Regions from separate parts of the Mus musculus genome. Here all the other regions are linked to region 1. A link is a contact called in public Hi-C and HiChIP or PLAC-seq data. All regions are on one chromosome and are shown on one strand. The core of a region is the stretch at or near the end of the contact, and the rest is flanking DNA. Distances in the headings are between cores, read along the strand shown.

The links. A called contact is a pair of places that touch in the nucleus more often than the background predicts. HiChIP or PLAC-seq counts read pairs in DNA pulled down with a chosen protein or histone mark.
Region 2: a Hi-C map of bone marrow-derived macrophages shows a contact between it and region 1, with 13 read pairs. The contact joins two enhancer-like sites. A contact is called at or near these places in 2 of 15 datasets of contacts at CTCF or cohesin (large pre-B cells and pro-B cells), 1 of 484 Hi-C or Micro-C datasets (bone marrow-derived macrophages) and 1 of 115 datasets of contacts at active chromatin or transcription factors (differentiating embryonic stem cells).
Region 3: a Hi-C map of bone marrow-derived macrophages shows a contact between it and region 1, with 19 read pairs. The contact joins two enhancer-like sites. A contact is called at or near these places in 2 of 484 Hi-C or Micro-C datasets (bone marrow-derived macrophages and nephron progenitors) and 1 of 115 datasets of contacts at active chromatin or transcription factors (cardiomyocytes).
Region 4: a contact with region 1 is called in an H3K4me3 HiChIP or PLAC-seq map of bone marrow-derived macrophages, with 11 times the contacts expected there. The contact joins two enhancer-like sites. A contact is called at or near these places in 3 of 115 datasets of contacts at active chromatin or transcription factors (astrocytes, bone marrow-derived macrophages and embryonic stem cells).

The regions. Positions count from the first base shown.
Region 1 is chr1:183,509,331-183,512,025 of GRCm38.p6, forward strand. No RefSeq gene overlaps it. Among named protein-coding and RNA genes, the nearest start is that of Gm33973, 43 kb to the right of the region's middle. Within about 2 kb of position 1,336, at least 47 of the 459 cell types and tissues checked have an H3K27ac peak or open chromatin away from gene starts, as enhancers often do. A contact at or near this core is called in bone marrow-derived macrophages, where this site is marked.
Region 2 is chr1:184,273,523-184,276,217 of GRCm38.p6, forward strand. No RefSeq gene overlaps it. Among named protein-coding and RNA genes, the nearest start is that of Gm34177, 55 kb to the right of the region's middle. Within about 2 kb of position 1,344, at least 27 of the 459 cell types and tissues checked have an H3K27ac peak or open chromatin away from gene starts, as enhancers often do. A contact at or near this core is called in bone marrow-derived macrophages, where this site is marked.
Region 3 is chr1:184,172,628-184,175,322 of GRCm38.p6, forward strand. No RefSeq gene overlaps it. Among named protein-coding and RNA genes, the nearest start is that of Dusp10, 140 kb to the left of the region's middle. Within about 2 kb of position 1,309, at least 15 of the 459 cell types and tissues checked have an H3K27ac peak or open chromatin away from gene starts, as enhancers often do. A contact at or near this core is called in bone marrow-derived macrophages, where this site is marked.
Region 4 is chr1:184,065,780-184,068,474 of GRCm38.p6, forward strand. The region is part of intron 2 of Dusp10 (dual specificity phosphatase 10); the gene reads left to right. Among named protein-coding and RNA genes, the nearest start is that of Dusp10, 33 kb to the left of the region's middle. Within about 2 kb of position 1,367, at least 125 of the 459 cell types and tissues checked have an H3K27ac peak or open chromatin away from gene starts, as enhancers often do. A contact at or near this core is called in bone marrow-derived macrophages, where this site is marked.

The DNA.
Region 1 (2,695 bases), core at 86-2,585:
GGAATTATAAATAATAACCCCATCAAGTATCATCACACCATCAGTGTAGACACCACAGGGATTTAAAAGGCCTCGGTGATGCTTCCAGAGGGAGATTGGAAGACATGGCGCACTGGACTCCAGGTGGTCCTGATAGCACTTTCCCCTAGTGGCTGTCCTACACAACATACAATCATATTTGTTGTGCAAACTGTTCTGTCTCATCTGTCTCCCTTGTCTGAAGAAAGGCACAGAGCAGCAGACGACCCCAAGTTACTGCACACAACAAATGGCAGGGATCTTGCCACATCCAGTGTCCTTGAACTTCTGGTCCTTCGACCTTCACCTTCTAAGTGCTATCCCCACACTTGGTTTATGGGGCACTGGGCTCAAACTGAGGGGACAGTGCATGCTAGGCCAGTGCTATGCCAACTGAGCTACATCCCCAGCCCTGACTCCATAATTTTTAGTAGGAACATAAAAAAAACCACATGTAAACATTAATAATCAAATAAACCTATTTATTTGTGTGTATGTGTGGTATGCACATGAGTGTGAAGACTGAGGTTGACACGGGGGAGGGGTCTTCAGCCTCTGTTTTGAAACAGTTTTTTTTAAGGGGTATGGTCTCTCGCTGAATTCAGAGCACACCAATTTGGCTGAGATGACTGGCTACTGGCCTTCAGAGATCAGCCTGCTCTCTTTCTCACCCACCTAGTGCTGGAGCTGTAGATGCACACTGTCAAGTTTGGCTTTATCTGTAGGCACTGGGGACCTCACTTGAATCTTCCTGATTGTGCATTAGACACTTTACACCCGGAGCATCTCCGAAGTGCCCCTGATTACCTATTTTGATCGCAAAAGTGTTTTGTTTGAAACTCCTTTTCAGAAATGTAATCTGACTCGCATGGCCTATAAAACAGCCATTTTCCCCCCTAAAAACTAACCAATATAGTCATTAGCTAGAACAAAACGCACATTCCTAATTAAATATTAAGCTATCAACAAAATGGTCAAACTCTACTTGTTACCCTAGCAGTTTCTTTGAGATTTGCTCTTTCTCTATAGTCATGCACACAAATAATTCCACAGGCATGTGTTCAGTACAGAGAGAGACCCGAGCAACCGAGCCTCTGACGCCTGCAGGGACATTGCAAATATGATTCTGAGTTTGTCAAAGAGAAGCATGGGCTTTTGAGATTCAGAAGAGAGACAGGTTATGATAAATACAACCTATTAGTATCCTTTTCTAGAAAATAAATTCTATTTTGGAATTAGAGGACTGAGGTTGGAGTTTGGTCTACCTAAAAGCTGTAGATCTTAGAAGAGTCACTTAACCTCTCTGGTCCCTTGGCTGCTTCTGTATTGGAATGTGAAGCTTTAGTTGATGTAGTGCTCTTGTCTTCCGTGCCATGGTGTCCCTTGAGCTAATGCTTTAAAATGAATGAACGAGGATCCTTGGTTTTGTTTACTAGATTTCATTTGTTTTGAGACAGGGTATCACTAGGTAGCTCTGGCTGGTCTGGAATTGGTGTTTTTAATTAAACGTGCAGTTCCTTTTCTGAGTACACGATAGGAACACTGTCCTAAATATCCATATCATCTCTTCAGGCCAGCTGCATTGCGCTCCCATTTCTCATTTCCTCTTTGTGGTCTTGGGCTGGCTTGATGTTGCGTCATCAGGGGTGGAGGCAGGTCGACATTTTAAAAGCGATGCTTAACCCCGTTCCCTCCTTTACCGCACACTGTTTTCTTCAAGTCTTCTTCAAGCATTTTAGTGACTAAATCTTTCTAAGAGGAAATTCCATTCTAGCCGTGGAAAATCTTGGAACTATGTATTTTGGACATGAAGTTGGTCTCCATCAGAGGGAAATATTTAACAGCAGGAGCTCGGCTAATGGCTATTTCAGGGTTTTCTTGGGAATATGGCTATCTTCATGCTTGGTCCTTTTTCTTGGGCTCCAGTGTCTGAGATGTCACAGGCAAGAGCCACATTAAGAACATCGGCTTGGTGATTCCTGAAAGCAGTTTGATTGACTCTCTAGGGCTCAAGGATTTGTTCACAGCTTCTGTCAGTCACTGAGACAGGGCTGGATAGCTTCCATGACACAGACTAGGCGAATCTGAAAGCTTCAGTTATATCTCTCGGGAGAAATGAAAATGAAGAGGAGGAGAAAAATTCTAGAGATCTGGTGAAGACAATAGTGTTTGTGTGTGTGTGTGTGTGTGTGTGTGTGTGTGTGTGTGTGTGTGTATCCCCCAGACGTTCAGACTTCCCTTATCTACCAGCTTAATGCCAGCCATCTTTTTTAGAATGTCACTCAGGGGCCATCAATTCCTTTAGGAAGAAATTGAATTATTGGAACCTGGCAGTCCTGGGGATAACTATACTTTCCCAGAGTTTCACATTATTCATTTCCAGGAAGTAATTTTAGTTGATTGCCTTGTGGTCTTTCTGAATGAGGCATTTTAAGGAATAGGAGAAAATTGAAAGGGTTGGTGTGACCTCAAAACACATCCCTTCTGAGTGCTCCTAAGGGCAGGTCCTCTGCCAATCTGTGAGGGAAACGTGTTGGAATTTCTCTCTGCAGAGTTTTTAATGTAAGGCCAGACAACTCTCCTTCTTGGTCCATTTAGTTGGACAACTGCCTGGGACAGAAGTGTCAGATGACCTTGCAGTTGTGTGGAAGAGCCCAGCGCTGGGTCTTTAGGATTG
Region 2 (2,695 bases), core at 94-2,593, 760 kb after region 1:
TCTCAGATAAACACAACAACAACAACAACAACAACAACACAGCAACAAACCCTTTAAGCCACATCTCAGCCAGCAGCGGATGTTACGAGTCTTTGTGAGCTGTTATTTTAGTAGATTTGTGCGAAGCGACACTTTCTACTGCTTTAATTTTGAGTTCTGTGCTCTACAGACTTTTATCATTTTTCTGCTTTCAGAGTCACCTGTAGATTTTCTCTGCCTGGTGGTTCTCTGTCAATTTAAGTCAATTTGGGTATTTTGGATATTATAGTATTTATTTATTGTAAAAATGTATTTTATTTTTAATTCTGTGTACTTGTGTGTAGGGGTGGGTGGGGATTGGGGTAAGTTTTTGTTTGGGTGCAAGTGGTAGTAGATCCCACAAGAGGTCAGCAGATCCCCTGGAGCTGGAGTCAGAGAGGTTGTGAGCTGCTTGATATAGGTACCCACAACTCATGTTCTCTTAAAGAGCTCACATCCCGCTGCTGAGCCCTCTCTTTGGACCAGTTGTCACACTGAATGCATTTGTTCCCATCTACTCTGCCTTTTCAAGGATCTCCCCAAGGTATCTATTTCATGACAATTTTATTCATTCCTATGACATTTGAAATAATTTAACTAAATAAAACAAATTATATCTGAAATGTTGGTATTCTCCTCTATGAAGTTTCAGTTTTCTAGTTTAAACTGTGCTGGCTAGTTTTATGTCAACTTGACACAAGCTAGAGTTATCTGAGAGGAGGAAAACTCAATCGAGAAAATGCCTCTGTAAGATCCAGCTCTAAGTCATTTTCTTTTTTCTGTGTAGCCCTGGCTGTCCTGGAACTCACTCTGTAGACCAGGCTGCCCTTGAACTCAGAAATCCACCTGCCTCTGCCTCCCAAGTGCTGGGATTAAAGGCATGTGCCACCACTGCCCAGCTTTTTAAATTTTTTAAAATAGATTTATTTCTTTTATTTATATGAGTGCACTGTAGCTCTCTTCAGACACACCAGAAAAGGGCATCAGATCCCATTACAGATGGCTGTGGGCCACCATATGGTTGCTGGGACTTGAACTCAGAATCTCTGGAAGAACATTCAGTGCTTTTAACCCCTAAGCCATCTCTCCAGCCCCAAGTCATTTTCTTAACTGGCAATTTACTGGGTGTGCAGGGGTGTGTGGGGTGGGGGTGGGTAGAGGAGGTGGAGCCTACATTGGTTGGTGCCATCGCTGGGCTGGTGATCCTGGGATTCTATAAGAAAGCAGGCTGAGCAGGCCAGTAAGCAGCACTTCTCCATGGCCTGGGCATCAGCTCCTGCCTCCTGGTTCCTGCCTTGTTTGAGTTCCTTTAGTGTTGAGCTGTGATGAGGAAATGAAAGTCAAATAAACCCTCTCCTCCCCGCCTTGCTGCTTGGTCGTGGTGTTTCATCATAGCAATAGAAATCCTAGCCAAGACGGCTGAGAAGGTCATTTCCGCTCTGGATTTACCTTCGGTCCCCCAAAGTCTCAAGTATGCAGCCTCAAGCCTAAAACCCAATCAGATAAAAACAAAAAACATCACAGCATAATGCTTTTTATAGAACCTCATGATTTTAGTGTTTCACCATGCAAAAAACTATATAGGGAAATAAAGAGTCATCAGCAGGGAAATGACGGAATAAATCATGGTAGTAATACTATGGGAAGGCTAGCTTGGAGAGATGTCTTGCGAAGTATTTGTGAATGAGAAAAGCAAGCTGTAGAAAATTGTGAATAAAACAATATATATGTATACTAATACATATTTGCGTCTATGAATGAGCACAGAGAAACGGAGAAGATCATGCAGTGGTTGAGATAGGAAGCCTAATGGGAGGGAGGAGGAGGATGGAGAGGAGGAGGGCAGGGAGGAGGAGGAGGGTGGAGAGGAGGAGGAGGAGGGTGGGGGAGGATGGGGAGGAAAGGACAGTGGTAATAACAGCAACAAGGAAATGATGAGCACAGGTTCAAAGTCTAAAAACTCTAAGCTGGTCCCAGTGTTTTCTTTCATCACTCTGGAGTTCATCGGTCATTTGTTTTCAGGTTGTGTCACCAGGAGACTAAACTCCGCTCCGCACTGAGCAGTGAGAGTGGAATGGAGCAGGAAGACCTTAGTTCTGGGCTCCCAGGTGTTGTGTGCATCACCTGCACTGTGAGTGCCAGGCATCCTCACCCACCTCCTGAGCCAGGCACTCCCAGGAGCATCTCTCTTGACATCTGGAGATGTGGTTCCATGTTGGGGTGACTGAGGGTGTGTTCCTCCTCTGTGGTCCATTCAGGCACTGCATGATGCTCTAAGCCTTGTATATAGCCAGTAGCAATCCACCCAGTAAATGTCCAGTGACATTATCAAATGCCCCTTAAGAGGACACAGTCATGAAGCACTCGTCTAGTCTGAATGGTTATTACACATTCCCCCTGAAGTGTGTTTGTCCGGTGTCCCCTTTGGACACTCCAGTCATTGCACTAGGAACTGGCCTCCGAGTTACGTCAGTGGCCTTATTCTTGATTAAGTGTGTGTCACCTTATCACTGTGTGAGAGGGAGATATGAGCTTGTTTTTCCGATCCTTATTGTACAAACAAGTTACGATGACTCATGGTGAGCTCAAGGAGTCTCGGCCTCAGGTGCTTGGGGGGGTGATTGCAATAAATCTTAATTATCTGGATTGTTTTGAGGCGCTGTTATGCAGTGAGGGA
Region 3 (2,695 bases), core at 59-2,558, 660 kb after region 1:
GCCTAAAGGACAAGGGATCATAACAATTAAACATGAACTATTTGTATAGGAGTAGAAGACACCGGAATCACGTAAGAGCGACAAATTTTAGGCCACAGTGTAAATTATCCATGAAAACTTGCTCAATAATTCAGATCCACTTTTGAACTCTACTTCATTGTAATTCTGCATTTCAATTTGTTACTTACATTGTCTTGTAGTTTTTTTCTTAGTTATATAATTTTATGCTTCACCCTCCCTCCACAAATTGGATGTATAAGTCTCTTAACAGAAGTCACTACAAATTCTGCCTTGGATACTTCTGTGGGGTCTTTAGTAGATTTTTCTGGTTATGTTGGCCAATGTTGACTTCATATGTTGAATGTAGGCACATGCACTCTCTTCTCACCTCAGCAGGACCCTTCTCACACTCTGGTGGCCTCTGTGTCACACATGCCCTTCCCACAGGGAGGCAGAGCTGGCAGGCAGAGCCCTGGGAGCTATCTCTACTTCATACTGTCTCTGACCTGTGCCTCCAGACTTTCCACTCTACCTTCCAAGTCACAGTCAGTTCCTGCAGAGGGGAATCCCCCTTGCTGAATGCCAGTGGACCTGGGTGCACATTTCTGGGTGCCACATTCACTACACAACCATCTGCACACAGCACACAGGTGCTGGGAACATCTGGGATGCCTGTGGATCAAACCTGCTGGATCGTGTGCCCAATCTCGCTCATGTGCCCCCCTCATGGGGACACAACAGTGAACTAGAGCTATTTTTTACTAATAGACTGTCAAGAGGTCTACGCATATAGATCACAAGTACCCTGCTCTCTGTTCTTGCCAATACATTTGTAGAGTGATTGGAATGGAAGCAAGAGCCAAATAAAGGTTGGGGGAGGGGAAGAGACAAATGCCATGGTGTAGGTCAGGAGCTGGGACTATTTCTGAAACAAGTAACAGCTCTGGGCGTCCTCAGAATACTCTCTGTGGGTCTCATGCCTCTGTCTGCCTCTGTGGCACGGAAGAGGACAGCTACTTTTAATAACTTCTTTAGAAAACACGGGAGATAGCTCAAAGGATACTCAACTGTACAAAAAGACGTTAAAACAATTACAGAAAAACATGTATCTAACACGCAGGGGAACTGGTTTGAGGATGAGAACATTGGTTATCCATTGCATTTTTGTGATTTTTGGAATGTTATAGGAAATTGCATTTGTATCATGGCATTGAATCAAAATAAGCTTGAACTACAGAAAGATTGCTCTTGTTTTATATAAACTGAAGCATAGAAAGGAGAAGTTGCCGCTTGGGGCTACAGAGAACGCTCACAGCAGGGACAGTCAGCCCCAGCAGAGGAAGTGGTGCCGCTTTTCCTGAGATGTTTTGTTCTGTGAAAGTTTGAATGTATTTTTAATTGAATCAGAATTCGTTATTTCTCATTAAAACCTTTTTTTTCTTTGTTGGTGAAGTACTTGCCACACAGCATGAGGACCTGTGTTTCATCCTCACAACGTTGCCACATAAAAGTCCCCGAGGATGGGGAGGCATGGGGTGGCCTGCTTGTAACCTGTAGGAGTGGATAGACCCTTTCCCACTGGTCACCTTCTTCTAGCCTGCTTGTCGAGCTTCCCATCAGTGAGACCTGATCTCAAAATGGAGGTGGATGGTGCCTGAGGGAATGAGTCCAGAGGTTGTTCTCTGTTCTCTACATGCTTGGATAGCTTCACATACAGGGAAGCACACACACACACAGAGACACAGACACACAGACACACACAGACACACAGACACAGACACACACGCACAGACACACACACACAGACACACACACAGACACACACAGACACACACACAGACACAGACACACAGACACACACACAGACACATACACACACAGATACACACACACACACACACACAGACATTTATTCACAGATTGTTTTTCTCCTATGAGTGAATGGAAAAATGCAGTGTCTCTTCCTCTCCCTATCCCTGATGGTTAAGTCAGCTTGTGACGAGTTTCAAAATAGGGAAGAAAGTCTCATTAGCACAAGTGCACAATGTACTGTGTGTGTGTGTGTGTGTGTGTGTGTGTGTGTGTGTGTGTGTGTGTGTGCAGGAGAGGACCAGAGGAAGATGTTGGTGTCCTGCTCTTGGCTGTGGTTCTCAAAACACTTTACTGAAGTCAGGTATATGTAGTGTGGCCTGTATCATGCCACAGAAATCTGGGACTTTGTTAGTTGCTGTGGTATATCTTAATCTAACTGATTAAGGATAATGAAAATGAATTTTACATTTCCAGAGCATGCTAGAATCAAAAGTTTTTGTTTGATAAAACCTTCATGAATATTCCTTTGCATGAAGGAAGGAGAAGGCCAGGTTCCCCAACCCTCTCTCTGCTCCAAGTTCCTTCAGCCCTGTATTCTTTAATGCACATTTAGTTCTTGTGAATTCTGGGTATGATCCTGTAAGACATTACTAGATGTTCTCAATGATCATGTTGTCCCGTTGATAACATGCTTAGAACCACAGTAACGGAGACTGTTCTATAGTCCCTAAACAAGTTTCTTTTCAACAGCTAGCAGTTAATGAAATGTGTCTTTGAGCCACCTCAGTATTTTCCTGGAGTGTGCATCCGAATGCCCCTTCCCTCCTCCAGTGCCACGGAGAACTCATGCTTTCTGCTTTTCATGTAATTCTTCTGAATAATT
Region 4 (2,695 bases), core at 117-2,616, 560 kb after region 1:
CGCAGCCTCCGACTCCACCCAGGAGAGTCTCCGTTTCATCGTGACACTGTACAGCACTCTTGTGTGAGGACGGACGCCTGACATGAGCAGACAGAGCTGGATGCTGTCTCTTCTGACCCTCAGTGAGAACTTCCTTGTCCAGCTGAGATTTCAGTCACATGCGGCCTTTCTCTTTCCCTCCCTACAGATAGTAGTCCACAAGGGTCTTTCCCACATGGCTCAGACATATAATAACACACATCATTTCACATAGATAGGCACACAGCACCCCATGGTAGAAGCGTTCGGTGTGTCAGTCTCGGACTCTCTCTGATCCACCCTTCCCCCATGTTTTTTCCCCCCACTAGGCAAATGGAAGGCCCCTTGCCACCTGTTAGCATTACGTCATTGGCTCCCCAGAACACAGTTGTACCCAAGGCCTTAAACAAAGTAGTTCTTCTTGTATTGTTTGCATTCAAAGAGCTGATATCATGCCAGCTGATGTCATTGTGTGTCTTTGTGTGAGTGCTATGGCAACTGGGCAGGTGGGGAGCCTCCGGCTGATGTCATTGGGGAAGGAGGGGCAGAGACTGAATTTTAAAAAGCTCTCTGCTGAGTTGTTTTGTGTCTGGGGGTGGGAGGGTGTTTTGGTATGCCTTTATTTTTTATTTTTTCAAACTAGCTGCTTTAAGACAAATTACAGCTCGAACACACTAAATAAGAACAGAGACGCCTCTTCCCCCTTCCAGCCTCTTTTGAGTTTAGCTTCCCAGTCCTTCCTCCCATCTTACATGGAAAAAAAAAGGTTGCAAGTGCCTTTTTCCTTCAGAAAGAAGGGAATTCGGTTCCCCTGGCAGGATCAGCATGGGGCTGTTTACTGGGGGCTTTGTGGAGCCCAGGAGATTGCCACACAGCTCCTCCCTGTGTCCTCTGTGGAGTTTGCCACAGTGGCAGTGGGTAGTTTTGCACTCTAGTTGTTAAGTGTTCACTGGTGACGTGGTTTTCCTCGTGTCTTGCATTTTTCTTTGTAGTTGGAAGGCTTCCTTTGGGCTAGCCACCCGGCTATAATGATTTCACCACAGAAGACAACAGCAAGGGCAGAGTGTAATTACAGAAATGAATTCAAATGAAGTCAAAGCTCTGACATGCTCTCCTAAAGACATGTTTGTCCCTTCCCGTATCTCCTTTTTGACTGGTAGACTAGACACAGGATGGCCCTCCCTACCAAGTGGACTGTGAATTGTTGCTATTCCCTTCTGAAAATATGATCTGTGCTCTGTTATACAGCTGGCTGTGTGCATCGGTTCGGGGACACACTGTGTTCAGGTCACCTGCTCTAGTGGTCAAAAATGAGACTCGTGGTTTGAAAGGATGTGGTTTCAGTTCAGAAGCTGGTGGACAAGTGAACTTCCTGTCCTGGTAGCAGAGCCTCACTCACTCTGTTCAGGCTTTGTGCTTTTAGCCTTAGGCTTTGGGACACTCAAGACCTCTGTTACTGGGAAGACATCGCTTCTAGGAACTTCCCAGGGTCTCACCCTTTTCTAGAAGACCCCACGTGTCCCACACTCCTTTGGTGACCCCTTCCCAGGTTTCCTAATGTCTCTCTCATATACGTAGTAGAATTTGAGCTCCACAATCCTTCAGGTTTGTTTGTGTATAAATATGTGTAGCATAAGTAACAAACTCTGACCCGTGCATTCCCTTAACCGTTCTTTTTTGTATGGCTAGGCATTTTTTTTCCAGAAAGTTTTAAATTAGCTCTTTTTCCTTTAGCATTAAATAGAATCATTTTCTTTGATTTTATAGTTATTCCTTTAGTGGGTACATAACATCCCATGGATGTATTTAATAGTTTTATTTTTGGTATTTACTCAGCCTTTTCTTTCTTTTTAAAAAACTTACTGTTGTTGAGTGTTTGTTTGAGGTGATTGTGTTTGTGTATGTGTGTGAGTGTGGAAGCCAGAGGCTAGCTTTGTGGAGCCAGCTCTCAGCTTCCACCATTAGACAGATGGAGTTGCGCGAACACCCCACGTAGCTGACTGCACAGCTGTGCTTGTGCGAGTTCCTTGAGTGACTCTGTACTTATACAAGGCCATGTCTGCATGCTAAATGTGGGAAAACTGGTGCGGCTTTAACCTCAAACCTTTAAGAGTTCCAAACTCAAGCCTTGAAGTTAGAGCGGAGCCTTGAGCTCGGAGTGTGCCTTGTTAGATCCATCAAAGGTCACTGTTAATGGGTTAGTGTACCCACAATCCTCTAAAAGCTAAGTACAGGAAAATGGGCCACTCTCAGATGCCACTCTCTTGGAAGTCAAGATCTACAAATGTCAAGGACATGTATGGAAGAAGTGAAAATGTAGATCCTGAGTCACTCTTCCAACCCTACGCTACATTAGCCAAGCCGCCCTCTGCGTTTTCTACCTTTGGGCAGTCGCAGAAATAAGATGAATAGAAATAGCTTGTTCTTGCATAGTGGCCATGCAAGGCTGGGGGTTGGGAATATACTAAACACTTTATCTGTGTTTATCTCCATCTCGGACTCACACTCAGAGAGACATGCTTGTGCAACTCAGGTCAGTAGTGCAAGCCGAACACTAGCCTGTGTAACCTGGCTTTTCCACAAGCCCTGCTAGTAACCGCTCTGCTACTGAGTCGACTTGTCCTTCTGTAAAGTGAGTCATAGAGGGGACATGACATGTGTGCACAGTGCCAGGAGA